4 separate regions of the Sus scrofa genome follow, and all the other regions are linked to region 1. A link is a contact called in public HiChIP or PLAC-seq data. All regions are on one chromosome and are shown on one strand. The core of a region is the stretch at or near the end of the contact, and the rest is flanking DNA. Distances in the headings are between cores, read along the strand shown. Region 1 has its middle 160 kb from the start of AGR2. Region 2 has its middle 53 kb from the start of AHR. Region 3 has its middle 130 kb from the start of AHR. Region 4 has its middle 85 kb from the start of AHR.

Evidence for each region. HiChIP or PLAC-seq counts read pairs in DNA pulled down with a chosen protein or histone mark.
Region 2: a contact with region 1 is called in an H3K27ac HiChIP or PLAC-seq map of alveolar macrophages. The contact joins two enhancer-like sites. A contact is called at or near these places in 1 of 47 Hi-C or Micro-C datasets (embryonic fibroblasts) and 1 of 2 datasets of contacts at active chromatin or transcription factors (alveolar macrophages).
Region 3: an H3K27ac HiChIP or PLAC-seq map of alveolar macrophages shows a contact between it and region 1. The contact joins two enhancer-like sites.
Region 4: an H3K27ac HiChIP or PLAC-seq map of alveolar macrophages shows a contact between it and region 1. The contact joins two enhancer-like sites. A contact is called at or near these places in 4 of 47 Hi-C or Micro-C datasets (embryonic fibroblasts, epiblast stem cells and liver) and 1 of 2 datasets of contacts at active chromatin or transcription factors (alveolar macrophages).

The regions. Positions count from the first base shown.
Region 1 is chr9:86,212,270-86,215,258 of Sscrofa11.1, reverse strand. No RefSeq gene overlaps it. Among named protein-coding and RNA genes, the nearest start is that of AGR2, 160 kb to the right of the region's middle. Within about 2 kb of position 1,363, at least 4 of the 83 cell types and tissues checked have an H3K27ac peak or open chromatin away from gene starts, as enhancers often do. A contact at or near this core is called in alveolar macrophages, where this site is marked.
Region 2 is chr9:86,457,139-86,459,984 of Sscrofa11.1, reverse strand. No RefSeq gene overlaps it. Among named protein-coding and RNA genes, the nearest start is that of AHR, 53 kb to the left of the region's middle. Within about 2 kb of position 1,449, at least 16 of the 83 cell types and tissues checked have an H3K27ac peak or open chromatin away from gene starts, as enhancers often do. A contact at or near this core is called in alveolar macrophages, where this site is marked.
Region 3 is chr9:86,378,086-86,380,987 of Sscrofa11.1, reverse strand. No RefSeq gene overlaps it. Among named protein-coding and RNA genes, the nearest start is that of AHR, 130 kb to the left of the region's middle. Within about 2 kb of position 1,412, at least 4 of the 83 cell types and tissues checked have an H3K27ac peak or open chromatin away from gene starts, as enhancers often do. A contact at or near this core is called in alveolar macrophages, where this site is marked.
Region 4 is chr9:86,425,676-86,428,943 of Sscrofa11.1, reverse strand. No RefSeq gene overlaps it. Among named protein-coding and RNA genes, the nearest start is that of AHR, 85 kb to the left of the region's middle. Within about 2 kb of position 1,698, at least 10 of the 83 cell types and tissues checked have an H3K27ac peak or open chromatin away from gene starts, as enhancers often do. A contact at or near this core is called in alveolar macrophages, where this site is marked.

The DNA of each region.
Region 1 (2,989 bases), core at 114-2,613:
TACCCAGGTGTCTGTCAGCATCACTATCATCACCATAGTTGCTACTAGTTACTGAATGCTTCCTATATACCAGACACTATCTTCCCATTTCCCCTTTGGAAGACAGTTTTGGCTTTGAAAATGCCTCTGCTTTCAAAGTTTTTAGTATCAAGTTCTGCATAACAGAAACCTAGACCACGCCTCACACTTAGCTGAAGCTCAACAAATGTCAGTTTTGCTTCCCTCCTCCTGCGTCCCTTGCCATTCTAGGTTGAAATGGCTCTTAATTATATCATGGCCTTTCATTAATATTTGAAAATTTCTAGTTGCTCAAAGTTCAAGTTCTGGAGAACTGAAATGTTATTAACTGGTTTCTTAAGAGGTTTTAATTTCCTTCAGAATATTCTGAAAACTGCCTGGGTCCCAGTTGGTCTCTGGAATGCATTATTTGTGCCTCTTTCTACTTTCCCCTCTCTAGTACAGTCATGTTTCTAGGCAATTGCCTCTAGGATCTTTCCATGCTAAAATAAAGAAAGTCAGCAGAGAAACTGGTGAGATTGAGTCCAAGTTGAAACCAATCCTTTGTTTCATATAAACACGGAACCTGATGATTTCTCAGTAGCACCATTATGTAGACACTGACTGGTTAGAGGTTGTAACCTGTAAGTACTTCATATCCACATTATGTAATCCAACTAGCACAAGTGGAGTCATCTGTAACATATAAAACAGGTACATTTTAACAAATAAGTTCAAAGTGGCTGGCTAGTGGACTGAACAAGAACCAGGAAGAGGTTACCTAACCAAGCTGAAAGGATTCCTTTAAGTACAAGTTTCAAAAATTAAACTTTGCTTAATGGGAGAAAGGATTTTAATTGGCTTATACAGCACAAGGAGTGGTACTCAAAAGATGTTCTCAGAAAGCTCACTTCAGTCCTCCATCTGCTATGCTTTCCCCTGTGTTGGCTCTATTCTCAGACACGCTTTCTCTCCAGGTAGTGCTAGAGATGGCTTCTAACAATCTCAGAAGGAAGGGCAGGGCCCCCTGCAGTGGCTTCAGTAAAAGACATGATTTGCATCACTTGCCCATCCTGGGAGCAATCACTGTGAACACAAGGAGAGAACAATGACCAGGCCAGGGAGAGGTGCCCAGCCCTGGCTGCAGAGAATGGAAGCTCCAGTCCAATCCCACTGGCATAAAATGGGGCAGGAGACTGGCAGGAAAAGACTAACGCTTACCAGTTAGATACATCCTCTTGAAAATGTGCAGAAGAGAGCTTTTCGAAAATAGAGGAAAAAGATTCATAAGTCCATGACCTAAGCATCTGGAAATCAATGTGACTCGACATGGTTAGAAAGCCAGAAAAATTGCTGCTCTGATTGAGTAACTGCAAATCTCAAAAGAGAACTAAAGAGAGGAGGAAGCTGAAGAAGCCAGTATGAATACATAGAAACATCAACAAAAACAAATAGAAAAGCATGTTAAGAAGTCTAAATTTTAAGATGTAAAATGTCTATACACTTCTACAGTCAGTAAAATGGGCTTATTACTGATGCTTGAAGCAAAAAGTTGGTCAGAGATATGAGACTGTCTTCTCTTTCGTTTTTTTTTTTTTTTTTTTTCTTTTTAGGGCCACATGAGGCATTTTGAGGTTCCCAGGCTAGGGGATGAAGCAGAGCTGTAGCTGCCAACCTACAACAGAGCCACAGCAAAATGGGATCCAAGCCGCATGTACAACCTACACCACAGCTCATGGCAATGCTAAATCCTTAACCCACTCAGCAAGGCCAGGGATCAAATCCACATCCTCATGGATACTAGTTGGATTCATTTCCGCTGCACCACAACAGGAATTCCGAAACTGTCTTAAGACAAATTTTTTGGAAGAACATGAAGAAGGAAGTCCTGAATACCTATTTAGTCTGTTCTCTCCTTAAGTTTTAGCAGTGCTGACTGATGCCACCCAAAGGCTGTTCTCATCTCCAAAGCAACAGAAATAACTTTCACCAGAGTTGCAATGAACCTAGTCAAGGATTACATTTTACACCTATGTGTGGCCCCTTACAGCTCAGTGTGGCCATTTGACAAAGTTATGGAAAGCAAGAATAAGCAGGTTATTTAAAGAAAGCTGTCTCAGCAGTGAGTCACCTTGCCCCTTCTACTTCCAGCTACCTTGAAGACACAGGTAATGGATGGAACTCCAGCAGCTTGTTGGACCTCGGGGCATAAGAATGACAGAGCAAAAAGAAAGGAGGAGATGGATCCTTGCTCACCTGGGATCACATTTACCTCTATTTTGTTGAAGGTGCTGTGGATTTTGTGTTTTCTGTTATTTACAGGAAAATATAACAAATAAAATGATCTTCTGATTGAAAAATTTTGAATTGACTTTGGTAAGCCAAGATAAGGAAAGAGAGTCATTTGTTCAATACAGCAAAATATGCTTTGTGGCCAAGTCAGTGGTGGCTGTAGTCCCTGCCCTAGAGAAACTTAAATAATTATGTAATAACTCTAAATTAATGAAATGTCACAGCAGGGAAAGCCTAGCTAGGGCAAGTGAGAGTTTTAAAGTGAAATATGATGATAATTTAATAATCATAAAGTATAGAAAATGCAAAAAAGCTGGATATGAGGAATTCATTATAGTTTTTCCAAAAGGAGAGATAATTTAGAAATAACAGCTTTGTATAACAAAGTTCTAGGACAGATTATTTAAAATATGGTTTCTAAACAATGGACAGGGAAGCAGTGATGACTGAAATATGTGGCAGATATACCAAAAACCAGTTATAAAGAATTACTTTATTTTCCTCTGTGATAAAGAAATGCAGCCCATGAATTTTTCAGCGAGAGTTTGGCTGAGATGTTTCATAACATTCTTTAAGGTGGAAAAACCAGGCTGAGTGTTTGGATAATTAGGTGAATTTGTAACTGGACAACTAGTAATGATTCTAATTAAAAGATTAATACCAATCTAAAGAGATTTCTAGTAGCAATTCACAGGAGTCT
Region 2 (2,846 bases), core at 200-2,699, 240 kb before region 1:
CCTTCTCAACTACCATTTATTGAGACAGTGAATCGAATATAGGAGATAAAGGAGCTGAGTGTCATCAGTATGTGGGAGATGCCAAGGATTAGGAAATAAGTGCTATCACCCAGGAGTCAGAAAGGAAGCAAATAATAGATTATTAGGGACGACATTTGCAAAAAGGCTGTATACACTATGAGTTTAAAGAACATGGAGATTGGTGAGGACTGAAGAATCAGAAAATCTCTCCCTTTGTGAATAGGATGAGACTTGGACTGGGCCTTGAAGGATAGAACTTAGGTAGGTGGTGATCCTTCATCTGAAGTAAATGGTATGGGTGATTACATGGAGCTTGACAGGTACAAAGGATCACCTCACAGGAAGGAGGGGACTGGTAGGAGATGAGGTCCCCTAGGTAGGGGAGACTACAATATTTGATTCACTGTTTCAATAAATGGTAGTTGAGAAGGAACAATACACCAGAGACCATGCTAGTAGCTATGGATGCAAACACTTAGGACATTAGACTTATGCTTAAAAGTAGATTTAGATCTTTTATGGGGGAGTGTATAAATAAAAAATCCACAATTATTATAAATCATTCAATAATCATTTATTGAACATATTTTAGGGGTCAGGCACTATGATACATGTTGTGAATATGACGATAAATAAGCCATGGTCCACAAGAAGCCACTGAGCCTCCTCAATGAGTTTTGAATGGGAGGCTGACATGAGAAAAAGTATAGTTAGAGGAAGTTGTTTCTCTCTGCACAAAGATTGGAGTAAACGACGATCTAAACCAAGAGAACAAAGTGATAAATCTTGAAATTAGGGAGAATCAATAGGAATAAAGATAAAGGGCTTATAGAAGAGATATATCCTGTGGAAAAAAATAGTAGGAGAAACTGAATAACTGATGTCTAGAAGTGTCAGATATTGTGTACTGGTGTGTGTGTGTGTGTGTGTGTGTGTGTGTGTGTGTATTTATGTGTGTGTGTATGCATGTGCTCATGATTCAGGTGTAACCATATCAGTTCTCTTTGTCGGCATCTGAAAATGCCCTCTGGTATTAACAATGAGCTGTGTAGACATCACCTTTCCTTGATGCTAAGAAAAATTTAGTTTAAATGCAGCAACATCCTGAAACCCTTTTCTGGGGACATCAGGTTATTTCTTTGGAGAAGGGAATTTCCCCACTGCTGATACTCTGATGTGTTGCCTATCAGTTCCCTTCAAATGTGAGTATTGTCTTAATGAAGAAAGCACGGTATTTATTTATGTATTTATTTGGATAGTGATATTAAGGCCCACTTGGAGCATTCACTGTGATTCTTAAGTGATTGACCAAAGTGCACTCTTACGTTTCCTGTGCTCTTCCCTTGGAGTAAGTAAACACCACACAGAGAAAAAAACAATCAGTAAATTATTTCCAAGGATTGGAAACAAATCCTCAGATGATTCACTGATGATTCAGATTTCTTTGTATTGCTTCGACTCTACTTGTTGCCAAGGGAACTTGGGGCCTACTTCCTACCACACTTTGGCTATAAAAAGTACCAGCAAAAGCCACAGGAGAGTAACTTCTCTGCTCTTTCATTAGAAATGGATAAAGGCCTACATGTCAGTCACACAGAGAGACTTAGGTTTTATCTGTGAGGATGATATCCATGAGACACTGAGATGCCATGTTATCCTATTTATCTATCAACTGCTTCTCTTCCACTGCTCTCCTCATGCAGGACATTTCCTATAAAGAACCCAAGATCTGAACAGAAATTGTCTATTTTTCCATAAAATCAGGACTCATGTGCTTTTGCACTAATAGCCATGGACTGTGAAATCTGTGTGGACCCCAGCCAGAATTTGAACATGGAGTTGTGCTGGTGCCCTGCCTGATCCTCTGAGTCATTATGGCAAGAGAGGGATATGAGACAGAGAGAGGGAGATGGGTTAATGACCACAAATGGGCCTGCGAACCTTCACTCCTGTCACCATGGTGATCATCTTTATATTAAGCAACATAAAAATGTCAATTGTCAAATATTCATAAGAGGAGTTTCCTGGCAGTGTAGCAGTTAAGGAGTTGGCATTGTCACTGCTGTGTCTCAGGTTGCTGCTGTGGTGAGGATTCAATCCTTGTCCTGGGAAATTCTGCATGCATAGGCATGGGCAAAAAAAAATTCATAAGAGAAAACCACTCATGGATGGATATTTTCCATTGCATATATAACCTACATTTTTTTCTTCTTAATATAACTTGAGTTAAATTCTTATTTGGAAATAGGGAATGAAGGCTGACTCTGTGAATAGTTGTCAGGCAGACAGATATAGGGCAGAAGTGAAGAGCACAGACAAGCACGGTCTATGCTTTCAAAGGGCAGGATCTTCCCTCCACTAAGAAGTCCTGGGAGGACAAGACAGTTGAAAGCATTCTGGAAATAATTTTTCTTTTCATTTGGCTTTGACACTTACTAGAAAATGTATAAAGAAAGGAAGTTTCCTGTTTTAACATGGCACATTTTCTCTTTATGTTTTCATAACAGTAAGAAAGAAACTACCAGCTATTCTTTTTCTTTTCTTTTTTGCTTTTTAGGGCTGCACCTGCAGCATATGGAAGGTCCCAGGTTAGGGGTCAAATATAAGCTGCAGCTGCCAGCCTACTCCACAGCAACAGCAATGCAGTATCCAAGCCATATCTGTGAACTACACCAAAGCTCAAGGCAACTCTGGATCCTTAACGTACCAAGTGAGGCCAGGGATCGAATCCGCATCCTCAGGGATACTAGTCGTGTTCCTAACCCCTGAGCCACAATGGGAATTCCAACTACCAGCTATTCTTACATGAGCCCCACATAAGAAGT
Region 3 (2,902 bases), core at 163-2,662, 170 kb before region 1:
TCCCACATGCTGAGCTCATTTGTGTCGAGTCATTTCTGGGTTCAATAAAATGCCACACTACCTGCTTTCTGTACAGCCAGACAAGGCAACACAAAGGTGAGGAAAATCAGCTTTCTATGGGGAAACTCTAACCAAAGGGAAGGGGGAGTAAAAGGGTGCTAGGCAGATACTTTTCCTTTTCTTTGTCCCTTTGACATTTTAAATTACAGCCTTTCCTTGTGGGTTTTTCAAAAAATTCCTACATGCCAGAAGAACACACCTGAGTATCTTACTGTGTTTTTCTGCAGCTAGTTGAAAAGGGTGGCTACTGCACTAACAATTCTATTTCATTACTTTCCATCTCTCCTTGTTTTATTACCATTTTTCCATGATATCATTAACGTTAAGCTTGTACTTCCTCAAAAAATATTTATGATCTTAGCCTTAAGCTCTGGTTTCTAATGAACTGAGTTTAAGTTATGAAGTTTTAGTAGTGGAAGTATCATCTTAAAATTAGAAAGAGTCAAAATGGATGGGAATTTTATTAATCAAATAGAAATTCTATTAACCAAATTCTGAGGAAGGAAGAATAAATGAACTTGGAGGAATAAAATGACTTAGAGATGGTTATATTTTAAGGAAAAGTGGGAGCCACCATAAAGTTTAGAGAAGCAAAAAGCCATAGAGTGATTTCTATTTCATTAGGATTAATTTAGACGTGTGTTGAAAAGAGTCAAGGGGATTATAAAGGCCACAGCCAAAAGAAAGCAGCCTTGGGGGGCTGCGCTGGGGTTGTGGGATGGAAATCCTATAAATTTGAATTGTGATGATCATTGTACAAGTATAAATGTAATAAATTCACTGAGTAGTAAGAAAAAAAAAGGAAAGAAAATGAAGAAAAAAAAAAAAAGAAAAAAAAGAAAGCAGCCTGGGCAGCAATAGCAGTAATGAGGCTAAAACATGATGCTTGTTCTAACCAAAGCCTCAGCAGTGGAGGGGCTTGAGAAAAGACTGAATTCCAAGTACTTGCTGAAAATAGAGCCTTTAGGATGATCTCATTGCCTGGAGGAGGGCTGGGAGAGAAACCAGAAAGTAAAGAAATGACTCCAAAGCTTTAGGTTTGAACAAGTGTAAAGATGGAATTGTCATCAACTGGGATGGGTAAGACACCTGTTGGAACAGCTTTTGGAGGAAAGATGGCGAGTTTGGTTTTGAACATTTTCAGTTCAACATTACTTTTGGACATCTAAGTGAAGATATAGGAGGGAATAGGCTTGTAAGTCTAGAGCAGAAATCAGCAAACTTTTGTAAAGGAACAGAGAATAAATATTTTATTAGACTTTGTGGGCCAGATGTTACGTCACAACTACTCCACCCCTGGGCAACCACAGACAATGTGCAAAATAATGGGCAGGGCTGTGTTACAATAAAAATTTACACAAACAGGCTGTAGCTAAATTTGGCTTGAAGGTCAAAGTTTGCTAACTCATGGTCTAGAATTTGGGAGGGAGGTCTGAACTAGAGAAACGCAGTTAGGACATATCAGCATATAAGTATGTCTAAGGCCATGCTAATTTGATGTAATTACTTCTGCTGTGATATTTGCATTTTTCCCTTGTTATAAATAGTAACTGCACTTTCTAAACTATATATATTTTTTCTTCAAAAAGGAGTCTAAGAAGAAACTATGAAAATGCCAATTTGATTCAATAGAGAAATCTGAATGAAAAACTTTAAGAATGCAATTGATAAGTGAATTCATATTTAGTACAAAACATGTTAGATATTTAGTCAGCTTGCAATAGGCCCTAGAAATTGAAAATTTGAGGAAGGCTGCGTTATTCAGCTTAGCTGATTTACAGGCACATTAGTATACAAGTAATAAGGACTAAGCGTATGTTCATACTCAAAATAAATTTAAAATATAGACACAAAAAATTGCGATTTGAACAAAAAGAAATTGTCATCTGTCAACCAATATTTCAAGGCAATCTTGATTTCATAGCCAGAGATGTTTTAGAAATAAAGAAAAAAGCTTTAGGATGAATAAATGATGCAATATTAATGATAAAGAATTTGGCTGAGTCAACAGGATGTTTAAAAAGCAAACCTCAAAGCCATTTATGACAAAACCACAGCAAACATAATACTCAATGGAGAAAATCTGAGAGCATTCCCACTAAAACCTGAAACAAGACAAGGATGCCCACTCTCACCACTGTTATTCAACATAGTATTGGAAGTTCTAGCCACAGCAATCAGACAAACAAAAGAAATGAAAGGCATCCAAATAGGAAGAGAAGAGGTAAAACTGTCACTGTATGCAGATGACATGATACTATATATAGGAAACCCTAAGGACTCAACTCAAAAATTACTTGAACTGATCAACAAATTCAGCACAGTAGCAGGATATAAAATTAACATTCAGAAATCAGTCACATTTCTGTATACTAACAATGAAATATTAGAAAAGGAATATAGAAGTACAATACCTTTTAAAATTGCACCCCAAAAAATCAAATGCCTGGGAATATAGCTGACCAAGGAGGTAAAGGACTTATATGCCAAGAACTAGAAAATTTTAATCAAGGAAATTAAAGAAGATGTAAAGAAATGTAAAGATATTCCATGTTCCTGGGTTGGAAAAATTAATATTGTAAAAATGGCCATACTACCCAAAGCAATCTACAGATTCAATGCAATCCCTATCAAATTACCCATGACATTCTTCACAGAACTAGAACAAACAATCCAAACATTTATATGGACCCACAAAAGACCCAGAATTGCCAAAGCAACTCTGAAGAACAAAAACCAAGCAGGAGGCATAACTCTCCCAGACTTCAGGCAATATTACAAAGCCACAGTCATCAAGACAGTGTGGTACTGGTAGACAGACCAATGGATAAAAATAGAGAAA
Region 4 (3,268 bases), core at 449-2,948, 210 kb before region 1:
ACATGAACCTATGCTCCATCAGTGGTGCCCAAATCTAGCTGCTGAACATTGAAATCAGCTGTGAGCTTATTAACGATCAACTATCTGGACATGTATAAAATGCATGTCCATATGCTTTCCGTGCAATTAAAATTTGTACCCAGCATTTCTCTCACAATTTTAGATTAATCTCTTCCTCTTTACTCCAATAAAAATGCAGCATTTGCCTTAAGTGGCTTTTGAGATTATTTTATTTTACTTCTTAATTTTTAAGGTATCAAGTGGAAACAATAAAATGAATCAATGCTAAGATTTTAAAATATTAATTAAATTTTTCAGTACTTAACCATTCCAGGATAGCTTGCAGTTCATCTTTGAAAGGCAACATTTTAATTATAAGAAACAAATCTCTAAATTCGAGACACCAAAACAGCCAGAACGGTTGATATTTGGAAAAAAAGGTATTATAATCCACAGCCTATTTTTCAGGTGAACACCCATCTTATTGATCCTTGTAGTGATCAGTTTCAATGGTAGTTAATATCCACCAACAGTTTTATGTACTAACTTATCCCAATCCTCATCACGAAAGAGATTAAAATCTAATTTTAAGGATACAGAAACATTTTTCTTTTTTGGCCAACCCCCGGCATATGTAATTCCCAGGCCAGGGATCAAATCCAAGCCACGGCTGTGGCTGTGCCAGATCCCTAACCCATTGTGCTGGGTCAGGGATCAAACCTGTGTCCCAGTGATCCCAAGAGGCTGCCGATCCTACTATGCCACAACAGGAATTCCCAAAATATATTTTTAAATATATAACTTAGAATTGAGGAAGAAAAAGGACATAAAGCAGAGCCAAGAGTGAGAATGAAACCAAAGGCAAAAATATCTAGTGCTATTTCTTAACATCGTTCATTCATTCATTCATTCACAAATAGAAAGTATCCACCAGTGGTCTGTAATGGAAGGCTACCCAATGACAAAATCCTACTGCTTGGTTACTTCAGATGTCTATCCTGATTGACTGAGGCCTGTGACTTCTGTTAATTCAAATTTTGGCTATTACTCCCTAATGGAGTATAACAGAGAGAAAACAAACATGGAAGCTCCCTCACTGGATTCTAGCCTCTCAGGCAGATAGACTTGTATATAAGCAACTACAACAGAGTATGGCAAAATCCGATATATTATATTAAAGAAACAATATATTTAAACAAACAAACAAAAAAACAATAGCGGAGTATCCCTCGTGGCGTAGTGGTTAACGAATGTGACTAGGAACCATGAAGTTGCAGGTTCCATCCCTGGCCTCGCTCAGTGGGTTAAGGCTCCTGTGCTGCTCTGAGCTGTGGTGTAGGTCACAGACGTGGCTTGGATCCCGCGTTGCTGTGGCTCTGGCATAGGCCGGTGGCTACAGCTCCGACTGAACCCCTAGCCTGGGACCCTCTATATGCCGCAAGTGTGGCCCTAGAAAAGACAAAAAGACAAAACAAAAACAATAGCAAGAGCAGCCAACAATGCATGAGTTAAAGGGATAGGCAGACCCCACATCATGAAGTGCTTCACTACATTTCCACAGCAGTCTGAACTCAACACTTACTGCGTTTTAAAGCAAGAGAACACAATCTATAGAGTTACATATTGGAAAGATCACTCTGACTAAAGCACTGAGCATCTCCTGCTGCCCCCACCTGGTCAAAGTCAGGAGTTGAGACCTTGCTCAGAACTCCTCTGTACACTGAGGCCAGTTCTGCAACGTAGGGGTTAATGCTCTTATCTCTGGAGCTAAACTGCCTGGGTGCAAATCCTGACTCAGAATGAGTAGCTGTCTCACCGTGGACAAGAAATGTATGCTTCCTTTACTTTCAATTTTCTTATCTGTAAAACAGGGTTGAGTCTACTTTATAAGTGCTTGTGAGGAATTAAAGATAACAGAAGTAAATACTACAGGTAAAATACACTTGTATTGGTCTAGAACATATGAATACTCGCTGGGTGATCCATATACAATTTTTCTCACTCTTATGACAACACTTCAAGAGAGAGAGGATTACCACTAGCTTGCCATATTTACCATGTCTCATTATGTCTTTTACAACACCAACTTTTAGTTTTATTTTTTTTTTTATGCAGTTCCTCTCTTTTCTTTCTTGTTCTGATGGCATTCAGTAACCAACAACAATTTTAACTTTTGGCTTTCCTTTTTTTTCCCAACAGCATGAATTTGAAAGTTTCAGTTACTAATGTGTGGTTTAGGTTAACTTCCTAGACTAGTTCTCAACATGTTACATCCTAAGAGATGGGGCCTCTCCTTTCAGGAGATTATTAAGTGTTGTTAGCAACTCCTACGTGTCTAAAGCAATAGAAAGAAGATAAGCTCTGTGCAGTCTTCCATGGAGTATTTCAAGCCACAGAAGTAGAAGAAAGTGCTGCTGAATCTACCCATAGAGTGGCCTCCTCTGACCTGAAGTTTTATGCAACTTTTGCAGAAGGGAAGGAACAACATGACCTGGGTGAGCTAAGACCTGCCAAACTCCCAGTGACAATGAAATGAATATTTCAGCAGACAAAATACAGAGGATATTTGTCTATGAAACTTGGAAAACATTTATGGGAAAGGGACTAGTGAAGCGCCCATATTTTCCTGTATATTTCCGAGGGGAAACCAGAGCTGTGCACAGGTGTCAGCTACTGTGTAAAAAGCTTCAATGGAACCAGAGTGTTTAATGTCAATGTGTTGGACATAAAGATGTTTATAGAGATGTTTTATTAGCAGTGTTTGAGAAACAGAAACCATAATTTTCACGATCCACATTTTCCCTGTGGCAAGTAACACATACATAGTCACTAAATACGTAGAGGAAAATACTTAGAACCTTGAGTTGCCCTAAAGTAGTGCAAACCAATTCATGCTGTACATAGGTTGCTCCCACCCAAGGATGAAATCATAGCATCTTAGAAATCTCTTTAAACTCTGCCTCCAGTACAAAACCAGAGCTTTCTCATTCTGTTTTACTTTCTGTGGTTTCCGGTCCACTGTACCCTGTAGGTTTTCACCTCTTTGACTGGCCCTTTTGGTGTGAAACTTCTCTTACCTTGTTTTTGCTATTCCATTTTTCTCCTTGCCATTATTTCTTAGTTCCCTTTTTCCCCCTTTTTTTGTGGAGGAGGGTCAGCTTAACTCAGAATTGAAGATTAGCTTTATTTCTACACAACTGACCATGACGGGATCATAGAAGTATAGCCCAGTTTAGTGCACTGGACAGATTTAGGATCAAAGAAAACC